Linked DNA regions of Sus scrofa: region 1 is linked to region 2. The links are chromatin contacts, called in public HiChIP or PLAC-seq maps. All regions are on one chromosome and are shown on one strand. The core of a region is the stretch at or near the end of the contact, and the rest is flanking DNA. Distances in the headings are between cores, read along the strand shown. Region 1 overlaps KIF1B (kinesin-like protein KIF1B). Region 2 holds the start of KIF1B (kinesin-like protein KIF1B).

Region 1 (5,018 bases), core at 2,104-4,603, 39 kb before region 2:
TTCGAGGAGTTCCCCTCATGACTCAGTGGGTAATGAACCTGACTAGGATCCATGAGGATGCGGGTTCGATCCCTGGCATCACCCAATGGGTTAAGGATCTGGCACTGCTGTGAGTTATGGTGTAGCTCAACTACAGCTCAGATCCTGCATTGCTGTGGCTGTGGTGTAGGCCAGCAGCTGTAGCTCCGATTCAAACCCTACCCTGGGAACCTTCATATGCTGAGGATGCAGCCCTAAAAAGCAAAAAAAAAAAGGGCACTCTTTCTAAAGGTGACTAAGTCACAACTCTTCTCTATTCTCAAACAAAACAAAGACTAACCGCTCTTTTAAAAAAAATCTCAGGTTGGGAGTTCCCATCATGGTTCAGTGGTAAAGAACCTGACTAGCATCCATGAGGATGGTGGGTTTGATCCCTGGCCTCACTCAGTGGGTTAAGGATCCAGTGTTGCCGTGAGCTGCTGTGGCTCAAATCCCTGTTGCTGTGGCTGTGGTGTAGGCCGGCAGCTGCAGCTCCAATTCAATTCCTAGCCCGGACATTTCCATATGCCACAAGGGAGGCCCTAAAAAAAACAAAACAAAACAAAACAAAACAAAAACTCAGGTTGTTCAAGCTTAAAGTGGTAGCGTTCATTTAATAAGATAAAAGGAAAGGCATTCAAAAAACAAAAATAGGAGTTCCCATCGTGGCTCAGTGGTTAACAAATCCGACTAGGAACCATGAGGTTGCGGGTTCGATCCCTGCCCTTGCTCAGTGGGTTGACGATATGGCGTTGCCATGAGCTGTGGTGTAGGTTGCAGACGCGGCTCGGATCCCATGTTGCTGTGGCTCTGGCGTAGGCCGGGGGCTACAGCTCCGATTGGACCCCTAGCCTGGGAACCTCCATATGCTGTGGGAGTAGCCCAAGAAATAGCAAAAAGACCAAAAAAAAAAAAAAAAAACCCAAAATAATCACATTGTTAAAAGGTGATCTATATATGAACTTGTGGGAAAAAAAATCAGATCAACAACATCCCTAGGTGTCCCCAGGATACAGAACAGAGACTGGTACATACTCTCATTTTTTAAAGATGCTGGTAACATTGTTCAGAAGGTAAAATAACATGACATTGGATATATAGCAGAACTGTTACAGAAGGTCAATTTTCCCACCTTTAAAGACAAACATGAGTACATATCAATCTTGTCTACCACACTGATAGCTCCTCTGACGGAAAGGAACAGGTACTTTATCTTTATGTGAAAGGAATAGGTACTTTATCTTTGTGCCTCACATACAGTAGTCCCTGAATAAATGTTTGCTAAATAAAAAAAACTGAGAAAGAAACCGAGGACTAAGCGTAAGAACAAATGTTTTTCATTGTTTTCTTTTTTGTTTTTACCTGTGGAATGATGCCAGCCTGGCTTTCTTCTTGTTTACCCATCATTGTATAAGACTTTCCAGCGCCAGTCTGCCCATAGGCAAAAATACAGACATTATATCCCTCGAAGGCATGTAACAGCATCTCCTTTCCAATGTCATTGTAGACCCGATTTTGAGACGCAAAACAGGGATCTTCCGGCTATAAAGATCAAGAGGAAAAAGAAGTGGTGTTTTATTCATACTCCTTCCTATGCTTATTCAAAACTTCTATAATAAAAGTGTTTAGAATCAGAAGAATCAACTAAATATTTAAGTCCCCCCACATATATTTTTCTCATTAAACACACACACACACACATGCACTATTAGAGACATCCAGGTCATCTATACATAAAAATATCTACATGAAATTATCTGATGTGATTAATGTAGTTTCATTACATTTCTATGGCCTTGAAAGTATCACTCTTATACTCATAGGGAGCTCCAAGAAAATTTTCCTAAGTGGAAAACAGGACTGGAAGATCAAAGATCAAGTCCACCAATAAAAATATTTCTTTGAATTTGCTCTACGAGGTGTGGCTATTTTTCGCAATAAACACAGTCTTCAGTGATGAATGTTTTCCAATCCCTTTCACAGGCCTTTCCCTTGGCAATCAGGCTTTGCAATAGTTTAAAACATCTCCTAACACAAAACAGGGGGAAAAAAAGAACAAAAACAAAAAGCATAACAAAGAGATGCAGAAGCAAACTCTAGGAACAATCCCTAGAAGCCAGCAAGATTTTGGGGTCCTTTGGGGTGAGGGTATACTGTGAAGGGTCCTACTCTTCATTTCCCTAGATGTTGGTGATCTTCGCCTTCCTTGTGGACCCGCAGACTCTTTCAAAATGTTTAAACCCCACACTGTTCTACTACACAGTTCTGTGAGAACACTCACCGAGGTGTGAGACCAGTAGGAGTAGTCAAAGCTGAAGGACTTTGGAGCTTCCTTTGGGTTCTTTGGGTTAATAATACCTAAAGGATGAAAATGTTTTGATTTCATAAGTCACTCAGTTAAATGTTCTTTAATTCAACATGATGTTATGTTGGAAGCTCAAAACATCCAAATCAGTAATTTTGTACCACTGAATCTGAACAGGGCAACCAAAACCCCAGAACAATCACATTTTTAATAGGTAGGACCTATATATTGAACTTGAAAAGAATGAGACCAACAACATTCACTAGATGTTGTCAGGATTTACAACAGAGCCTGGTACATAGTAGGTGCTCAGGAAATACTTTGAGACTGAATCTTAGGTAAGTTAGCAGACCAAATTTAGAAATGGGCCATGTTACTATTTCAAGATACTTCATAAGGCCAGAAATATTTCAAGACACCAGAAATAAAAATCAGAAAATTATTCAATTTATCCAAACACTATGTGAAACAAACTCCTTTTACCTACTTAAGAATGCTTCATTGGAAAGTTTTATTTTTATTTCTGAAGTCCACAGCTGATAATAACTAATAGATAAGTTATTACATATATATATATATACACACATGTGTACATACATGGATGTGTGTACACACTAGAATCACAGACCTCTAAATCATCTGCAGAAGCTCATAAACAGTAAAATTGCTTTTGACTGAAAAGTACGAAGTCTCGTCGCCCATATTAGAAGTGATCTGTGGTGTGATTAATCCAGTCACATACTTCAGGGACTGACTGAAAGCTGGGGCCTGGCTTCCCTTCCTCCCTCACCCACATGAAGCTTTAGCACTTCATATTTCACATGGAATAGGATCTTTAAAACATGTGGTCATGAAATCTTCTCAAAGACCATGCATCTCAACCAATCCACTTCTCTAAGGCCAAGACCACGTCCCAGGCTATCAGTGAGATCAGGATTAAAAAATAAATCTGTCCCGGGCAGCTGCTGCTCAGGACACAAATAGCAACAGTTGCTACGGTGCTTAGTTCTCTCTGGCTGGATTCCACAGGGTATGGCCACACTTATGTTCCAACCTCAAATGCTGACAGAGTATTAATAAGGCGCACACTGCACATAATCATGTGACAAGAAGACATAGTTCCAGAAAGAACATCTCCCCCCACACAAATGGTAACCTAAGCAAAGAAAGAAGTAGGCTTCTAAACAAAAGGCGCTACCTATGGAGATTTAAAGAACAGTCAGCATTCATGGAGCACTTACTCTGAGCTCTAAGTACTTTCCGAGCATTAACCCATTTAATCCTCCCAACCACTCAATGGCAGATGTTTCACTGTCCCCATTTTACAAAGAAACCATCACAAAGAGGTTAAGAAACTTACCCAAGGCTGTGGAGCTAGCTAGTGGCAATTCAGGATGTGAACTGGGAGAGGCTGGCTTCTGAGCCCAGTCACCCACCATGTAAATACTCCCTATATGCGGTGATCACCAAGGCAGACACAAGAAGGCACTTCTATGTGTAGGCACATGTTTATGAACCCCCGAAACTGTACCGCAGGCATTGTTTAGAACTCTCCTTACCCATCTGAAACTAGGAATTATTAGAATTATATAGTTCCTAAAAGATGAAAGACCACACACACCAACTCCACCAAGAAAAGGAAACTGATATCATACTTTGTGAGCCAGATTCCAGGTTTCAGTGGCTCAGCAATAAGGACAATAACAAGATGTATAATATGACCCCTAAAGTAGTCTTCACCACTCAAAAACAGGGTTAAAATAAACACTTTCTAACCTCTAGGAAATATGCTGTCATCAAACTTTTAAGCCATACCTCATTCGTTCTTTTAACTACTCACTGCCAACACCGATTCCGCCAAGACGACTTAAGAAAGAGCTAGTTTTTAGATCCTACCCTTCTGTTCTCTTTTACCTGGTAAAGAAAAACTACACCAGTGAGTAATTTCCTAGATTCACATGAAATCCTTTTCCACTTCCTTAATGTACTCTTCTATCCCAGATTGTTGAGACTTCTGAAACTAATAAATTTTCCTAACTTCCAGCTTCAAAACCAAGCTGCCTTTAATTTTTATCTATTTTTTCCTTCCTGCTATTATTTATTTCATTCAGCACCTGGATGTATGAATTCATTTAACAAACTTTCTTCTGGCACATTTGCTGTGTATTGTTAGGTACACAAAGAAAGATCAGAAAGATACATCCTCCTGCTGAATAGCATTGAGAACTTTGTCTAGATACTCACGTTGCAACAGAAGAAAGGGTGGGGGAAAAAATGTAATTGTAATGTATACATGTAAGGATAACCTGACCCCCTTGCTGTACAGTGGGAAAATTAAAAAAAAAAAAAATTAAAAAAAAAGAAAGATACATCCTTTGTTTTTCCTTCAAATTTGAGTTTTTAAAATTTATTTTTTATTGAAGTAACACAGATTTGTAACACAAGTTTCATGTTTACAACATTATATTTGTACTTTTGCATATTACTACACCAAATAACTGCCTCCAGACAACAAAATCCTTTCTTTTTTTTTTTTTTTTTTTTTTTTTTTTTTTTTTGTCTTTTTGCCATTTTCTTGGGCTGCTTTCATGGCATATGGAGGTCCCCAGGCTAGGGGTCTAATCGGAGCTATAGCCACCAGCCTACGCCAGAGCCACAGCAACGCGGGATCCGAGCCGCGTCTGCAACCTACACC
Region 2 (4,785 bases), core at 745-3,244:
TAGGGCCTGTCCATGTCTAGGATGTAGGAAAAGACAGATTTATAGGCTCCCACTGAATTCAATTATTGATCATATCCAGATCTTTCTCACAACGCAAACACGTGTGCCACCTTCATATTCCATTCTTAAATGGTACATTACCAGTTTCACTTGCCTCATAATCCAAGAGTCATACCAAGTTAATTAGAAAGCATCACCTTGCTTTTTAGAGAACACAAACTAAGATTTTATTATGACTATGCTAAGCTGACATAATGCCAGCCTTTAAATAAAATATCCACCATGATATCACCTCTTAAGAGCTATTCAAATCCAATCACTATACTTTCATGGGGGCTCAAAGAGATCCATCTGAGACACAAAGCAACATGTTCAGTATCAGCAGAACAGCTGCCTAGAACAGTAAAAGATACGTGAGCAAGAGATCTGTTGACAATCTAATTTCAGCTACCTCGAGATGCCACAAAGATGACAACCTGCGTCCTCAGAAATACTGCTGCAGGCCACTCTCATCATCCGAATATTCCCGTTTACTTCATCTCTGCATGCTGAGCTACTCTGAAAAATCTATCCATCCGATGCAATATACTAATTCAAGGCCTCCATTCTGGTAAACTGGCCTTAGCGATCCTGAGACCTGCCTCTGTATTTGGCATCCTCGGCCCTCTGCACCCATAGCACTGGCTACAGACGATGAACGAAAACACGGCATTTCATCCCCAACAAGAATGGAATCTTAAAGGCACTTTACCTTGGAAGTTCAATTAGCAACTGATCGAGGAGTTGAAGTGTTTTGGGAGTACCATTCGGGTTTTAGGGCCTGGGATGTTTTGTGTTGCATGAACAATGACTAGCTTGCTGGAGCAGCCTCCCAACCCCCACAACTTGGCTCTGGTGCGGCCAGTCACCCTGAAAGCTGCCAGGGCTGTCACTCGGTGCCTTCCAGCAACCGGACTTGGCTCCTAAAGGATTTGTCAGATCATCCTCCCAATATGGCTGCCGGAGTAATCCCGGGCCGCCGAACGCCGAGACCACCCCGGCCTGCCCGCCGCTGGCCAGCATCCAGCATCCAGCGAGCCCCCTCCCTTTCCATCGCGCTGCTCTCTGGTCCCCGCGCCATCGGCTCCCCCCTCCCACGCGACGCCCGCTCCCGCCTTCATCTGGCAAAAGGGCGCAACCACATTCCTAGCCGAAGCCCCGATGCCGATCATAACGGGGAAGCGGGGATGGGGGAAATCAGGCAGGGGGGGCTTCAAAGCCAAGCAGAGCCGCAATGTGCGCAGAGGGCCCAGGGAACGCACGGCCCGCGGCGGCTCAGCTGCCCGACCGCTCCGCACCGCCGGAGCCTCGCGGCTCAGGGGGAGCTGAGGGCTAGTGCGGGGCACTGCGGGGGACCCAGCAGGCCGCTGGCCCCAAGCCCGGGGCTCGCCGCCGGCCCCGGACGGCCCTCTATCCCCGAGGGCGAGGCTCCCCCGCCCCGCCCCGCCCCGCCCGGCGCCCCGCTGGGGCAGCGCCCTCACTACCGGCCGCTCCGGCCCGGAGCTTCCCCCGCTCGGACCCCACCCGCCCCCCGCCCGGCCGCCCCTCCCCCCGGGCGGTCCCCTCCTCAGGCCGGCTGCGCAGCGTCAACCGCCGCCCGCCTTACCTCAGCCGCGCTGCGGACCGACGGGCAGACGGGCCGGGTCAGCAGGCGCCGCGGCGCGCGGGGGCTTGGGCAGCCCGGCACCGACGCTCCTCAGCGCGAGCAGCGGCCGCCGCGAGCAGCAGGGCGCCGCTCGGCAACCCCATCACGCAACGGACCAGCCCCGCATCGAGGGCCGCGGCGGCCGGAAGGCGGGAGCGCAGAGACCGGGACACGAAGACGGGCCGGCGGTGGCGGTGGCGACGGCGGCGGCGGCGGCGGGCGGAGAGAGGCTCTGACTCGCGCTGGCGCCTCCCTGGTCCGCCGCCGTCCGACTGCCCCGCGTCTGTCCTCGCGAAGCTCCGCCCGCAGTCGCCGGCGCGGGACACCGCCCCGAGCCCGGCCGCCGCGCGTCACCTCGGCCCGCCCCGGCGCCTGCGACTGACGTGGGCGTCGACCAATCGCAGGGAGAGCCGGAGATGCGAGGCGGTGGGAGAGGCGGAGACCGCAGGACGCCCCCTAGTGGCTCGGAAGCAGGAGCGGGTGCGGGGGTGCGAGGATGCGGGGTGGGCAAAGGCGGCGCCCACAGTCCCCTCCCAGGTGACCCCCGAAGGGCGTCAGTCGGCGGGAGCCGCGCCCTGCTAACCCGATGATCCGCCTTGTAAGGGGACAAAGCAAGGCTAAGGGAGGCGGAGCGGGACTGTGGGGGCCAGACGCCTGCGGGGGAGCAGAGATGAATGTGGGAGGCGGCCGAGTCTGGAGTCATTGTCCATTTGGAAAACATCTCACCCGTTGAAGCCGTGGAACACTGCGCAGTGAAACACGCAAAGGGATGAGTGTATTATCCCGCAGAAAGCTCCCCGGCCTATTCTTATCCAGCCCGCAAACACCTCCCACACGCCACCTTGGGAAAAAAGGCAGAATGAGTAATGGAAAAGCATGACTTAGTGGGCATTCAACTTGTCTCCTTGGGAGACCGAGTAAGCGCCGTGAGTAAAGGAACAAAATGCTTTGTATCGCCCCGGAATTAACCAACCGAGCTCCCTTCTGGGAGATGCCCTTGAAGGAGGGTTTTTGGAATTCAGAAACCCAAAGAACAGAAGCACCCTGGTAGCAATTTTTTAAAATCAGATTTAGATTCTGCTCAAAAGAAAAGCCCACAACTGTTCATGAGAGGTCCAATTCAGTACTTAACAAAATATTAATTCAACAGTAATTTGTGCAATTTTCATGCCAAGCACCACTGTTTATAAGGCGAAATGCTTTTTGATTTACTAGCAGAAATTGAAAGTAAAATTTAATTTTTTCCTCCTGAATTCAATACAGTATTGGATGTTAAAAGCCTTGTTTATAAGTACAAACGCTAAAGCATCAAAGTTAATTTTTTACACTAATGATTTTGGAAAATTTCCACTCCCGCTTAAGTCCTTATACTTTCCATCCATTCGACGTCTATTGAATATTTCTCGTTTCGTTTAGAATTTTGGGGGGTTTTTTGTTGGTGGTGTTGGTTTCTTTTGCTTTTTTAGGGCCGCATCCAGGGCATATGGAGGTTCCCAGGCTAGGGGTGGATCGGAGCTACAGCTGCCGACCTATGCCACAGTCAAAGCAACTGCCGATCAGGAGCTGAGTCTGCAACCTACACCACAGTTCACAGCAACACCGGATCCTTAACTCACTGAGCGAGGCCAGGGATCAAACCTGAAACCTTGTGGTTCCTAGTCAGATTTGTTTCCGGTTTGCCACACTGGGAACTCCTTATTTAGAATTTAAGAACTTCACCTATTCATAGATGGATTTGACATAGCTTACAATGAAGCATACAAGCAATAAAACTGTATAGCATTAAAGTAGGAGTAAAGTTAATAATAATTTTTAAGTAATAAAAGGCTATATGGGGGACTGTATGAATAAGGGGAATGCATAGAAAGAAAAGTAATATTAAAAAACAGAGTTGGGAGTTCCCGTCGTGGCGCAGTGGTTAACGAAGCCGACTAGGAACCATGAGGTTGCGGGTTCGATCCCTGCCCTTGCTCAGTGGGTTAAGGATCCGGCGTTGCCGTGAGCTGTGGTGTAGGTTGCAGATGCGGCTTGGATCCCGTGTTGCTGTGGCTCTGGTGTAGGCCGGAGGCTGCAGCTCCAATTGGACCCCTAGGCTGGGAACCTCCATATGCCTCAGAAGTGGCCCTAGAAAGGGTAAAAAGACAAAAAAAAAAACCACAAAAACCAAAACAGAGTCAAGGCAAGGTGCCCCCACTGAGCACAAAGCTCAGCTCCTAGTTTCCTGAAGGACAAGACAAAAATGAATTACAGTGGAGTTCCCTGGTGACCTAGTGGTTAAGGATTCCATATTGTCACTGCTGTGGCTGGCGTTCCTTCCCTGGCCCGGAAACTTCCATATACCACTGGTGTGGGGAAAAAAATGTAATTATAATGTGTTAATAAACAGAAGCTCATCGATTCATCAGTGGACACCAACTTTTTTCTTAAAAAAAGATCCCTTTGCATTAAGTACTCTGATAAGCACCATGGAGAGTTACAAAAACCTGGATGGTAGTTAATATTATTTGAGCTCGCAGTAGAGCTCAAATTAAAAAGAATCTAAAACAGTGAAAGAAGGGACAAAGAGATCAGACTTGTGGTTGCCACAGGGGAGGGGGTTGGGAGAGGGATGGAGGAGGTTGGGGTTAGCAAATATAAGCTATTATACATAGAATAAGTAAACACAGGGTCCTCCTGTATAGCACAGGGAACTGTATCCAATATTCTATGATAAACTAATGGAAAAGAATATTTTCTTAAAAAGGAATATATATATATATGTGTGTGTATGTATATGTATAACTGAATCACTTTGCTGTGCAGCAGAAATTAACACAACCTTTTAGGAGTTCCCTTCATGGCTCAGTGGTTAATGAATCTGACTAGGAACCATGAGGTTGCGGGTTCGATCCCTGGCCTTGCTCAGTGGGTTAAGGATCCAGTGTTGCCACGAGCTGTGGTGTAGGTCGAAGACACAGCTCAGATCTGGCGTTGCTGTGGCTCTAGAGTAGGCCAGCAGCTGTAGCTCCGATTGGACCCCTAGCCTGAGAACCTCCACATGCCGAGGGTGTGGCCCTAAAAAGAAAGAACGACAAAAAACAAACAAAACCAATCTTTTAAAT

The links. HiChIP or PLAC-seq counts read pairs in DNA pulled down with a chosen protein or histone mark.
Region 1: an H3K27ac HiChIP or PLAC-seq map of skeletal muscle shows a contact between it and region 2. The contact joins the enhancer-like site here to the promoter of KIF1B in region 2. A contact is called at or near these places in 10 of 47 Hi-C or Micro-C datasets (alveolar macrophages, brain, embryonic fibroblasts and 6 more) and 2 of 2 datasets of contacts at active chromatin or transcription factors (alveolar macrophages and skeletal muscle).

The regions. Positions count from the first base shown.
Region 1 is chr6:70,532,951-70,537,968 of Sscrofa11.1, reverse strand. It overlaps KIF1B (kinesin-like protein KIF1B), which reads right to left. Exons shown (of 46, transcript XM_021095324.1): 3 at 2,300-2,376; 4 at 1,381-1,560. Among named protein-coding and RNA genes, the nearest start is that of KIF1B, 40 kb to the right of the region's middle. Within about 2 kb of position 3,353, at least 31 of the 83 cell types and tissues checked have an H3K27ac peak or open chromatin away from gene starts, as enhancers often do. A contact at or near this core is called in alveolar macrophages, embryonic fibroblasts, retroperitoneal adipose tissue and 2 more, where this site is marked.
Region 2 is chr6:70,492,353-70,497,137 of Sscrofa11.1, reverse strand. It overlaps KIF1B (kinesin-like protein KIF1B), which reads right to left and starts at 1,994. Exons shown (of 46, transcript XM_021095324.1): 1 at 1,646-1,994.